Regions from separate parts of the Neogale vison genome. Here region 2 is linked to region 1. A link is a contact called in public Hi-C data. All regions are on one chromosome and are shown on one strand. The core of a region is the stretch at or near the end of the contact, and the rest is flanking DNA. Distances in the headings are between cores, read along the strand shown. Region 1 has its middle 740 kb from the start of CITED2. Region 2 holds the start of CITED2 (cbp/p300-interacting transactivator 2).

What was found. A called contact is a pair of places that touch in the nucleus more often than the background predicts.
Region 2: a Hi-C map of muscle shows a contact between it and region 1, with 4 times the contacts expected there. The contact joins the promoter of CITED2 here to the enhancer-like site in region 1. A contact is called at or near these places in 2 of 3 Hi-C or Micro-C datasets (fibroblasts and muscle).

Annotation. Positions count from the first base shown.
Region 1 is chr1:61,930,241-61,936,920 of ASM_NN_V1, forward strand. No RefSeq gene overlaps it. Among named protein-coding and RNA genes, the nearest start is that of CITED2, 740 kb to the right of the region's middle. Within about 2 kb of position 2,356, the one cell type or tissue checked has open chromatin away from gene starts, as enhancers often do. A contact at or near this core is called in fibroblasts, where this site is marked.
Region 2 is chr1:62,667,159-62,673,838 of ASM_NN_V1, forward strand. CITED2 (cbp/p300-interacting transactivator 2) reads left to right here and starts at 3,432. Exons shown (of 2, transcript XM_044247730.1): 1 at 3,432-3,619; 2 at 4,087-5,086. The coding sequence starts at 4,095. The coding sequence ends at 4,916.

The DNA of each region.
Region 1 (6,680 bases), core at 1,106-3,605:
TGGTTAGTTATAAAAACTACCTGCTTCAACAGATGACCTTTGCTTTGTCCCCACTTTCCTTAGAAAAGACATAAAGGGCATTGATGGGGCCCAAGACATGCTCCCCCCAAATATGGTGCCTTGGCATATTGATTACTTTAAGATGAAGAAATTTGAGAAACAGCAGGAACAGGAAGAATTTTCCCTGAAGCAGGTCATAAGATCTCATGTGAGAAGTACCCTCCTTATGCACAGAGGAAAGGGTCATCTTTATCTCAAAAGGCAGAGAGCAAGAGAAATCTGAATGAACAGGGTTTGCTAAGTTTTTCCCAGTTTACTACACTTAGCTCATATCCCTTTTTGTTCTACCATAGTTTTCTACCACTTTCTACACTTCATCAAACCTGGTATAAAAACACTCAGATTAACTGTTTCTGTGTTTTTCATTTCCTTATGAAGTTTGTATGTCAAGTAAAGTTTACATTAAATAACTGCTTATGCTTTTCTTTTCTTAATTTGTCTTTGGGCACACAGACCCAGCTGAGAACCAAAAGGATAGGAGGATAAAGGTATTTTTCCTCCCCTGCAGAATAATACTTTCAGATTTCAGCTTCCTCATATGTAAAACATAGAGACCAGTCAAAATAGCATCTAAGGTCCTTTCTTGTCAATAGCATTCTAAGATTTTATTAAAATAATAGTTGTAGGTGCAACTGGCTGACTCAAGTTTAGGATAAAACTCACAGGGTTGTAAGTTCAAGCCCCACGTTGGGTAGAGAGCTCACATAAAATAATAATAATAATAATAATTAGGGATGCCTGGGTGGTTAATCTACAACCTTCAGCTCATATCATGATCCCAGATTCCTGGGACTGAGCTCCGTATCAGGCTCCCTGCTTCGCAGGAAGCCTGCTTCTCCCTTTCCCACTCCCCCTGCTTGTGTTCCCTCTCTCTCCATGGCTCTCTCTGCCAAATAAATAAGATCTTAAAAACATAATAATAATTGGTTGTAAAATATTTATAAATAGAAGAAACAGAGAAAGGGAGAGAAAAAAGACTAGTGTGATATTTTACAATGTATAGTAAAGCAAGAAAGACCAAATTTTAGAGTAACAATGACTCTCAAGGTTTTTTTTTTTTTTCAGGAAATGTATCTCAAAATAGCAGATAATGGCCCCAAATGTGAGGGAGATTTAGCATCTATCTCATTCTTGGTCTTAAATCACTTAAATTGAAACCATAAGAGTCTATAATTTGCATAAGAAATTATAAAATCATAAGGATTTGCAGTTAAATGTATGCATTACAAACTTTTGTAACTTATATTTTAAAATTGGAGTCAATGTCATAAAATTTCAAGCACAGAATGTGAAGGAAATGAACTGCTTTACATTTCAAGTGAAATCTTTATTAGGAAAACATGAATCTACATCTGTAGTAGTCTTAACCTGCTTCCTAAAGCATTAGAAAGAAAATGCCAGCATCTTTGTCTTAATTTACACAGCTGACTTGCTCTTTTAAAATATTGAATGATCAAGGCACCTAGGTGGCTCAGTCATTCAGCTGTCTGCCTTTGGCTCAGGTCATGGTCCCAGGGTCCTGGGATAAAGTCCTGCATCAGGCTCCCTGCTCTGTGGGAAGCCTGCTTCTCCATCTCCCACTCCCACAGCTTGTGTCCTCTCTCTTGCTGTGTGTCTCTCTGTCAAATAAATACATAAAATCTTTAAAAATAAATAAATGAATAAATAAAATAAAATGTTGAATATTCAATATATAAGTTATAGGGTATTGACTCTAATTTTCAATTTTTTGATCTTCCTAAATACATTAGCAGTCAAGATAACCAGTACCTGGGACAATCTCAACTCAAAAAACATGCAAGGAGGAACCTGAAAATATTTCATGTTTGTTAGGTTCCTAACATTTGTGTTTAAAAATAAGTATCCTGAAGATTTAAGGCCAAGAACAAAACTATACTAACTCAAACAATAATCACAAAAATCTGTAAGCATCAGACTTTCAAATGGTAACTACCACCAACAACAAAAGAATTTAGGGTTGGAGAACCTATAAACCACAGTGAAAGGTATGTTTAGGTCAAAAGAGTATATAATATCATCTCTGACATGAATTTAAAAAGGAAAATTAAAATGAGTTGTTCTCGATAAGATAATCATTTTCAAGATTCAAATCTCAAAACACTCCAGAATGATATATTTATGAAATGCTCGGGTAACTACAGAATGTTTGGGCATGTATATTGTCGCAATCTTACTCAGTTTGTAAGTAAGGTTAAGAATAAAGCACAAAACTTTAAACTGGACATCCAGACGTCACTGCAAACCACAGACTTACATTCTTTTGCTATTTATATCGTTTGTTTACTTTTTGCATTTCCTCAGCTTGGACAGGGACTTTCTGCTTCTAGTCAATTTCACTCTTATTTTTGGCACATAAGTAAATTTTCCAGGACTTCTGGAAAATGTTACATCCAAAAATTCTTAGCAAAGAGATGATGGAAACATTCTTATTGAGATTTAATAAATTGGGTGGTGATAGTTGTCACTATCATCCCAGGACATACCCACAGCAACCCAAAACAGGTCTCTCAAGTCATCTCTAGGAGGCTGGCAGTAGTAAAACATGTTACCTTTTCTTCATCCTTACCCAACACTACCATTCAATACTCCTATCCCATTTTAAAACAGAAATGGCCTCCAAGGTTAGCCTGGCGACAATTCATACATACTCAAGCCGCTCCTGAGTTTTCTGAATGATTCATTGAGAATTTCTGTCAATACAGTAGCCTAGAGAAGCTTAAGCTTAAGCTGGTCTTCAGTGAGTACTATTAACTCCAATGTCCTGTCAGTTATCAAATTCTTTTATATTTAATCACATCATGTTATTTAAACTCTGGGGTCACATGGGTGGCTCAGTGGGTTAAGCCTGTGCCTTAAGTTCAGGTCATGATCTCAGGGTCCAGGTATCCATCCCCACATCCTGCTTTCTGCTCAGCAGGGAGCCTGCTTCCTCCACTCTCTCTGTCTACCTCTCTGCCTACTTGTGATCTCTCACAATCTCTTTAAGATTTTAAATAAAATCTTAAAAATAAATAAAACTTTGGGATCTCATAAACGTACACTTCCCTGCCCCCCCAAAAAAAACTGCCAAAAGGTAAGGGTATATTTTGTTTATAATAAATTATAGCTTTTATGGATTAAACATACTCTGTTAAAAGAGAATCATAGAATTAATTTCCATTTGTATGCTTGCATAAGAAGTTGCCTTATTCAAATTCCAGCGCTTTCTGTTATTATTTTAACTGGTGCTCTCAACTTTATCTACCAGCTGTTGAGAAATAAATTTTACTTATTTTATTGCCCAGTCAGAAGAAAATTTCCACACCAGTGTAGCCGAACTAAAAACGAGTAGGAAATTATAAATACAGCTTGAGGAGGAAGGAAAGGCCATTTCCTTTCAGCCACTCTCAATTTGGCCTGACTGGATTATGACAAATACGGGGCAGCCTCAATGTAGAAAGTGCTCCTATTGTAAAACACTCAGCACTGCCTGCAAACAAAACACGGAGATACAGCTTTCCACCAGGAATGCCTAGGAACACCCTGCATCCCCAGAGTAGGTTCCTACCTCAGAAACTTTCAAACTCAGTCAGAAGGTAGCAATGACTGCTGAGGGGACAAACATTATGATTAACAAGATCTTTATATCATTATAATGGAAATGCCTGTGACTACTTGGGGGTCTGTTTTAATACCCTTTTGAATCAGGGAATAACTCATCCGTTATTGCTGAAATGTCCTGATATGTGTCAGGAAGGGAGCAAGATAAACAGAGATTATGACTTATTTTGATAGGAATCTGAAGTATTTTGCCATTAATAATTTCTCCCTTATAGTTTACACAGAGCAATTCGAAATATTTCCTGGCATACCTGCATTCTCAAATAAACCCTAAATTAAGGAGGAAATACAGCAGTTTTACATAAAAATAACAAATCTTTCATGTTATCTTCTAGATTATAATTTTATATATTGAAATATATGATCATTTTGAGTTGATTTTTTATGTAAAATATAGGGTTTAGCTTGAGGTTTAGGGCCTGGTGAACAGATCTGTGACATGACACCAAAATCATGGTCTAGAAAAGAAAATAATCAATACATGGGACTTCATCAAAATTAAAAATGTTTGTCCTCCAAAAGATCCTATTAAGAAGATTGGAGAACAAGCTATAGACTGGAAGAAAATATTACATATTTGATGAATAACTTTTATCTGTAACATATAAAGAACTCTCAAAATTCCACATTAAAGCAATAATCCAATTAGAAATGGGCAAAAAAAAAAAAAGAGCTAAGTCATCCAGAAAGAAATATAGACAGCAAATAAATATATGATAAAATGATATCAACAACAAGATATCACAATGTAAGTACCAGAATGTCTACATTTTTTTAAAAAAGATTTATTTATTGGGGCGCCTGGGTGGCTCAGTAGGTTAAAGCCTCTGCCTTTGGCCCAAGTCATGATCCCAGGATCCTGGGATTGAGCCCCGCATCGGGCTCTCTGCTCAGCAGGAAGCCTGCTTCTCTTCCTCTCTCTCTCTGCCTGCCTCTCTGCCTACTTGTGATCTCTGTCTGTCAAATAAAAAAAAATAAAAAATAAAAAGATCTATTTATTTATTTTAGAGAGAGTGGGAGAGAGAGCAAGAACAGGAGGGGCAGAGGGAGAGGAAGAGAGGACCTCAAGAACACTCCATCCTAAGTGTCGAGCCCAACGTGGGGCTTGAGCCCAGGACACCAAGATCACGACCTGAGTTGAAACCAAGAGCCAGGCACTTAACTGACTGTACCACTCAGGTACCCCAGAATGGCTAAAATTTATAAAGTTATAGAACAAAATACTAGCCAGGAGGTAGAGAAACTGGATCTCTTATTCATTGCTGATGGGACAGTAAAATGATAGAGCCACTCTGAATAATATAATTTGGTAGTTTCCTATAGAAGAAAACAGACACATACCATGCATTCCAACAATGACACTCCTGTGCATTTTTCCCCCCAAAAAACCCGAACATAAGTGTTCATGGCAGCTTTATTTGTAATAGTACAAAACTGGAAAGAACAAAAATATTCTTCAATTGGTGAATGACTACAAAAATTGTGGTGTATTCATACCTGAAATATTACTACTTAGTGCTAAAAAAGAATGAACTAACAATATACACAACTTGTTTTGTTTTTGAGGCATTATGCTGAGTGAAAAAAGCCAATTTTAGAGGGTTACATACCATATGTTTCCATCTATATAACTTTCTCAAGATGACAAAATTATAGAGATGGAGCACAGATTATTGCTTGCAGGACTTGAGGATTTGGGGAGAAGATATGCGTAACTATTAAGGGGTAGCGGAAGAGAGATCTCTGTAGAGGGAAAACAGTTCTGTATCTCATTAAGGTAGCAGTTACATAAAACCATACATGTGGCAAAGTGACCCAGACTTACATACACACATTGTGCTCCTGTCAAATTCCTAAATTTTATGTTGTGCTCTAAGTACTTAATCAGATGTACCCACTGGGGAGGCTGGGTTAAGGATACATGGGACCTCTTTGTACTCTTTCTGATTTCTTGTAAATCGGTAATTATTCTTTTAAAAATATATATATTTTATTTATTTATTTGACAGAGACCGCAAGTGGGCAGAGAGGCAGGCAGAGACAGAGAGAGGGGGAAGCAGGCTCCTTGCTGAGCAGAGAGCCAGATGCGGGGTTGGATCCCAGAACTCTGGGATCATGACTTGAGCGGAAGGCAGAGGCTTTAACCCACTGAGCCACCCAGGCACCTCAGTCTGTAACTATTCTTAAATTGAAAAAAAAAAAATTTAAAAGTCTTATTAAAATGTCAGTTTTTGCACAGGCTATTGGATATACTAATGCCCCTTGTAAACTGAAAGTAACTCCATCAAAGTTATGACATAGACTTTTATACATTACTTTGCATACTTTATCCTAAGATGAACTCTTTAAATATTATTTTGGACTAAGTATACTACTGGAACTCTCTTGCTTATGTCTTCCTGCCTCCATTTTCACCTCTTCTTACAATAGAGAGCTATGTTGAAGGAGGGGAGTTATCCCTCCTCCATTAATAAGGTCCAGACAGGGCCTTGTTTCCATGTGCAATGATGGACACCAAGGAGGACCAATGAAAAAGCTTCAACCTCCTGACCAGAGCAATTATTTTAGGCAGAAGAAACATAACTCATACCAGTCATTGTAAGTCCTCCTGGATTAATTCATGAAATTAGAAAAAAAAGTGTTTTATTTTTATTTGTTTTTATAATAATTGATCACTTGTTTATAGATTTGTAGCTCCTGGTCAAATGGAGAGAGCTGGCCTAAAAATTAAACCAACAAGCTAGTATCACTTAAGTCAAAGAATCCCTTTTTTTCTTTATGCTTGGTTTAAATTAGTGGGGGCTCTGTCTCTGTCACCTTTATCACAGGATCCTGATAAATATAACACTGTATAAATATAGATACTGAAAATATTCTAGACTCACTAAATACAATATTTTCATTTGAAGAAACCAAATAGAAAAAAAGTAGGCCTATAATCCTTATTGGAAACAATTTGAAAGACTAAATATTATTAAAATAAATATATATAGTTGCTG
Region 2 (6,680 bases), core at 2,182-4,681, 740 kb after region 1:
TCCCCATAGTTGCAGGGGTCCTGTGATTTTCAGTTTCTCCATCACTATTACAGGCCAATTTGTGTCACTCCAGAAAAGATATGCTGGGATCCCAACTAACCCCCAGTACTTCAGCATGTGACCTTATCTGAAGATAGGGTCTCAGCAGAGGGGATTGAATTAAAGTGAGGTCATCGGGATAGGCCCTAATCCAATATGACCGCTGTCCTTAGAAAAAGGGGAAATTTTAGACAGAGGCACACAGGAAAACACCATGAGATAAAGGCAGAGATCAGGCGATGATGGCCAGCTAATGACCCAACTGTAGGAGAGAGACCTGGAATAGATTCTCCCTCACAACCCTCAGAACCAGCCCTGGTCACACTTGAAAATGGCACTTCTAGCCTCCAGAACTGGAACAATAAGTTCCTGCTCTTCAAGCCTGAGTGACGTAAACAAACTCTGTAGTACTTTGTCATGACAGCCCTAGGAAACTAATATAGCCATCTGTCGCTGTGAAGGTCACACACAGACCACTGCAGAGGATAAAGCCCAGGGTACAAAAAGCTCTGCGTACCCTAGATGACTATAACCGCCCCTAACTGGACTCCCTGTTTCCAGGCTTATTTTCTCAATCCATTCTCCACAGTCCTATCCTGATCTCTCTAAAATGAAAATGGGATCATCTCACTGGTTCACAAGCCTTCACCTGCTTCTCATCTTCAGGATACAACCTGAATTCCTCAGCTTGGGAACCAAAGACCACAAGATCCAGCCCCGATTTACCTCTCCAACCTTGCTTCTCTCATCTCTGCCCCCTCCTCTGGTGGCCTACTTCCACTCATCCTCCGGCCTCAATTTAGGTACCACCTACACTGGGAAGCCTTCTGAAGACCACTAAGGCGATGTTCGGTGTCCCTCCAATGTATTTCCAGAAGTCCTTGCATTGAATGCTGTTGTTGCACTTATTACAGTGTGCCCGAGGCTTGTTAGGCCTGTTTGTCTATCTCCACTTTTTGAATATGAGTTCCTATATTGGTTGTTTCTCTAGGCACTAGGAAAGTGTCTGGCTCTTGGGGAACATTCACTGGACAGATGAGTAAATGCACAAAGCATGCCGTGTTTTAACCAGCTGGTCCCAGAACTAATTTTTTTTTCCCCTTTAAGGGGTGGGGGGCGGGGAGGTGACCTTTGAAGAGATTTCCCAATAGCCTGTGAAACCACTGGGCCTGGATGAAGCTGCACCTTTCCTTAATGGTTCCAAGAGGAATTTAGATTAGACATTCAAGAGTCAGCCCTTGTGTTGCAAGACGCAGCAGTGTAGGGAAGGGAAGTAAACAATCTATGGCAGGATTTTTGAGTCTGGGGTTGACCAGCAGGAGCCTATTTTTTTGATACAAAGTGGCACTTGCAGGTTTTTTCCCAGCCTCTGATTCTGCAACTGCAAGTCCATGACCTACAAGTAAAAGTGGTGGGTGGACAGGAGAGCAGGGCATTATTGCAACCAACAATGCAATGTACTCTGTGCACAAGGCTCCAAAAAAGTAAATATTTTTGAGCTTTAAAAATTATTGCACGGGCACGAAGGAAATTATTGCACAGTTATAAATGCTGAAGAGACTGAAAAAGAGAGGAAGACAGTAACAATGTTTAAATATATATATATAATATTATATTTGTACACTAAGTATATATATCTAGATACGCAACTAGAGGAAGACGGAGAGGTAAGAGATTAACGAAACCAGGATTTGCTTCCTTTTGCAAATTCCTGAAAGGGGAAATGTATGTATCAGAATTTCCAGTCCTCAAAAAATACGGCCTAAAAAAGTCCTGTGAGCAACAAGGGAGAAAAGGAGGCGTGGAGGGCGGGGGACTAGCTCTTCGTAGCAGGAAGTCTTCAATGGCAATCCAGTCATGAAGAAACAACTCAGAACAGAAGTCCTTATTCGGAGCGTTAAACTCGCTTTTAGCACATTAAAGAGCAATATAAAACCTCAAGAGCAGGCTCATCATGGTGTTGGGGAAACAACTCGGCTTCCCCATGTGAGAAAGCAAGAGAGCTCCGACCGGGTAGCAGCCCAGACCGGTGTAAGCGTTTTTTATTTGCAAGTCAATGAGCCAAATGGACGACCCGGCTACTTGTGCCGCGTCCTGAGAAGCAAGGTTATTATTATCGCCTATTGCCCCACTGAACAATTTCACTGAAAAGGAAGAGTCCCGGCAGCGTGTGTGCGCACGGTGCCATACGGGACGTGCAGCTACGTGCCCACCTCCAGAACGACTTTATTTACAAAGCGATTACCATGTTATCTATTTGTTTTCCCTTTTCAGCAACAGCAGCTTCACTCAGCCCTCGAATTTCTTAATTACAAACCCGTTCGCTTCTAAATCAACCCCAAATCGTCAGGCAGAGCCCGGAGGGAGGCTGTGCAAGTTTGCACACACCCCCCACCTCCCGGATCAAGGGCAACAGCAGAAGCAAGAAACTGTGTATGTGCAAAAAGGTGGATCTGGGGACGAGGATCGCTGAGTTTGTTTACAGAGCAGAGACGCCTCAGCTCGGATGCCAAAGCTACCAAGAGCTGCAAACGCAAACTTAGCAGAAGCACACGTACCCCGGGAGCGGCGAGCGGGCCCGAAAGCGCGGACCGGAGTCCCAAGAGCGGGAGCGGAGGCAGCGGGTCCGCGAGCGCGCTCGGTCCACCTGCAGCCGCTGCCGCTCCCCGCCCCCAGCTTCTGTCCTTGAAAGGAGTAGGGGGAAACAAATGCGTCCGCACGCCGAATATCTAGATCAGGATTACCCAGTGCCCCTGTAAAAACACAAAGGCACAGCCCAGCAAAGTATGCTCGGGAAAGGGGGCATTTTCTGTCCCGGGATTTAAAACCCCACTCGGAGAACACAGCCATTCTTCGCGGCCCGGGGTGGGGGGCGTGCAATGGGGGGTGTTGCAAAGCCGGGGAGGCCTAAGGGCACTACGGAGGAAGGGGGCGCTGAGAGAACCCCTTTTTCCCGTAGAAGGCACCCCAGATCGCTAGCTGAGCCAAGCGGGAGAGCTGGGAGTGGGGGATCCGACCAGAGGGGAGCGGTGCGTTTTCCTCGCTCCTTTCAGGGCTGGCGCTACTTTCGGGCTGGCGCTCCAGAGGTCATTTTCTCCCCGCTCCGGGGGCAGCCGGGCTGATCCGCGTTTATGGGGCGGGAGGAAACCAGAGTCGGCCGCAGCGAGGCGGGGCCTGGGCCCGCAGCCTCTGCGCACGTGCCTCCGGCCGCGGGGACGCGGCTCGCCTACCCGGTCCGGCGTGCCTGGGGCTCCGGAGTCCGCGTTTTGCTACCGCCCGCCCGGGAGGCTCGCTCCGCCCTTCCTGAAATCCCTTATATTAACTGTGGCCAAAGCCCTAAGAAACACAGCTCATTGTTGGCAGCTGCCGGGCGGTCTTACCGAGCTGTGAGGGCAGCAGAGGGGAAATAAAAGGGAACGGCTCCGATTCTGCCTCAGCGGCCACTGCAAGACTTTGGTGCCGACATCGCGACAGCGAGCGCCCTGCACACCAGAAAGGCCCCCTCTATGTGCTGCTGAGCCGGTCCTGGACCCGACGATCCCGCCCTCGGTCTTCGGAGCAGAAATCGCAGAGACGGAAGGTGAGCGCGGCGGGCGAAGCTGGCTGGGGCGCCTGCCAGCCCAGTCCTCTGAGGGCTGGGTTTGCCCGGAGGAAGAGCGTGAGGCGGAGCTGGGGAATAACAACAGGATGTGCAACAACAGGATGAGGAGGGTTGATTTAATGCCTGAAGTTCGCGGCAGGGCTACGGGGCACTTCCTTTATTAGGCGACTTCGGGGAGCAGAGGGGGGTGTGGGCTCGGGTCCGCCTGCCGGAGCACAGGGGAAGGGGCTGTTTGTTGAGCGCCCATCTCTTGTGGGTGGCAGGTCCGCTGTGGTGGCGAGCCCGGCTGCACAAGCTACTAGTAGGATCGCAGGGAGGGCGAGCGATTTCGCAGTCGACGTGCGTCCGGGGAGCCTAGGGGCCAGAGGCGAGAAAAAGTGGGGTGCGCCGCGGTGGGCTGCACGTGTGGCGCGGGTCCTAATCTAGTCTGCTCTCTTCACTTCCAGGACTGGAAATGGCAGACCATATGATGGCCATGAACCACGGGCGCTTCCCCGACGGCACCAATGGGCTGCACCACCACCCTGCCCATCGCATGGGCATGGGGCAGTTCCCGAGCCCCCATCACCACCAGCAGCAGCAGCCCCAGCACGCCTTCAACGCCCTAATGGGCGAGCACATACACTACGGCGCGGGCAACATGAATGCCACGAGCGGCATCAGGCATGCGATGGGGCCGGGGACTGTGAACGGCGGGCACCCCCCGAGTGCGCTGGCCCCCGCGGCCAGGTTTAACAACTCCCAGTTCATGGGACCCCCGGTGGCCAGCCAGGGAGGCTCCCTGCCGGCCAGCATGCAGCTGCAGAAGCTCAACAACCAGTATTTCAACCATCACCCCTACCCCCACAACCACTACATGCCGGATTTGCACCCTGCTGCAGGCCACCAGATGAACGGGACAAACCAGCACTTCCGAGATTGCAACCCCAAGCACAGCGGCGGCAGCAGCACCCCCGGCGGCTCGGGCGGCAGCAGCACCCCCGGCGGCTCGGGCGGCACCTCGGGTGGCGGCGCGGGCAGCGGCAACAGCGGCGGCGGCAGCGGCGGCGGCAGCGGCAGCAACATGCCCGCCTCCGTGGCCCACGTCCCTGCTGCAATGCTGCCGCCCAATGTCATAGACACTGATTTCATCGACGAGGAAGTGCTTATGTCCTTAGTGATAGAAATGGGTTTGGACCGCATCAAGGAGCTGCCCGAACTCTGGCTGGGGCAAAACGAGTTTGATTTTATGACGGACTTCGTGTGCAAACAGCAGCCCAGCAGAGTAAGCTGTTGACTTGATCGAAACCCCGGCAAAAAGAATCAAACCCTCCCCACCCCGCCCCCCCAACTTCGGTGTGAATTAAAAAACATTCCCTTAGACACAGTATCTCACTTTTCAGATCTTGAAAGGTTTGAGAACTTGGAAACAAAGTAAACTATAAACTTGTACAAATTGGTTTAAAAGAATTGCTGCCACTTCTTTTTTTCTGTTTTTGTTTCGTTTTTGTAGCCTTGACATTCACCTCCCTTATGTAGTTGAAATATCTAGCTAACTTGGTCTTTTTTGTTGTTTGTTTTTACTCCTTAGTTCCTCACTTTCTCCAGTGCTCAACTGTTAGATATTAATCTTGGCAAACTGCTTAATCTTGTGGATTTTGTAGATGGTTTCAAATGACTGAACTGCATTCAGATTTACGAGTGAAAGGAAAAATTGCATTAGTTGGTTGCATGAACTCTGAAGGGCAGATAATACTGCACAAACTCTGCCATCTCGCTTCATTTTTTTAACTATGCATTTGAGTACAGCCTAATTTTTTTAATATGCTAAACTGGAAGATTAAACAGATGTGGGCCAAACCGTTCTGGATCAGGAAAAGTCATACTGTTCACTTTCAAGTTGGCTGTCCCCCTCCCCCATATGTACAGACAATAATAGGGTGTGGAATGTCGTCAGTGGCAAACATTTCACAGATTTTTATTTTGTTTCTGTCTTCAACATTTTTGACACTGTGCTAATAGTTATATTCAGTACATGAAAAGATACTACTGTGTTGAAAGCTTTTTAGGAAATTTTGACAGTATTTTTGTACAAAACATTTTTTTGAAAAAATACTTGTTAATTTATTCTATTTTAATTTGCCAATGTCAATAAAAAGTTAAGAAATACATGTTTTCTAGAAGTCATTGGGGGGGGGGTGGTTCCTTTCCGTGGCTTTTTTCCTCTTCTTGAACACTTTATTGATGAGAGTAAGCATTCCAAAGGATAAATTACAGGACACTAAAACAGGTCATGATGAGCTTAAGTGGAGAGCAGGATTTAACATAATTGGCATAATGCTTCATTGTTACCATTGCAACATGCCTCTTGGTGTGCTTTAATCAGAAGCTGCAAAGTTGTCAAAGAGCATTTTTTTTTCCTTAATTGCCATCATTTTCAAGTGTTCTCCAGAGTTAAGGTTTGTAACACTAAATATCATAAATATTTTCTTCACAGTGTGGGAGGGGGGAAAACCAAGTGTTTCTGGTGACACCTGATTCAACTACGTCAATGAAAGTAGATCGGGATAATATACTGGGAGATTGATGAGGATGGCATTAAACATAAATCTGCCTTTATCTCTAGTGACGAATTTTATTTCTTAGCAAAAGTCCTAAGGAGAGGCACACATTTTCCAGCTTAATCTCTGAAATAGCTTCTGACTGGTTTATAGTCCTAAGAGGGAGAGGGGGCAGAATTCCACCTTGAGGCGCTCTATTTTGTTCTACAATACTTAAAATTTACACAGGGAGGTTGATTCAAAGGTCAAATTACAGTCTTCACAAGATGTTCCCTCTCAAGCATGCCCTGTTCTCCAGAATTCTGAGCTTTTTCTGTTAACAGGAAAGGGGTGCAAAGGACATAAGGATAAGATCGTTTAAATTTTACCTAAATGTATTGTCAAAGACATAATTATGGTTAAGTAGGTGTCGAGTTTTGCCTTACATGATAAGTCATATAGTTGAATTCTCAAGTTATCCCAATTTGAAGGTGGAATTTTGTTTTCCCTTTCATGTTTTC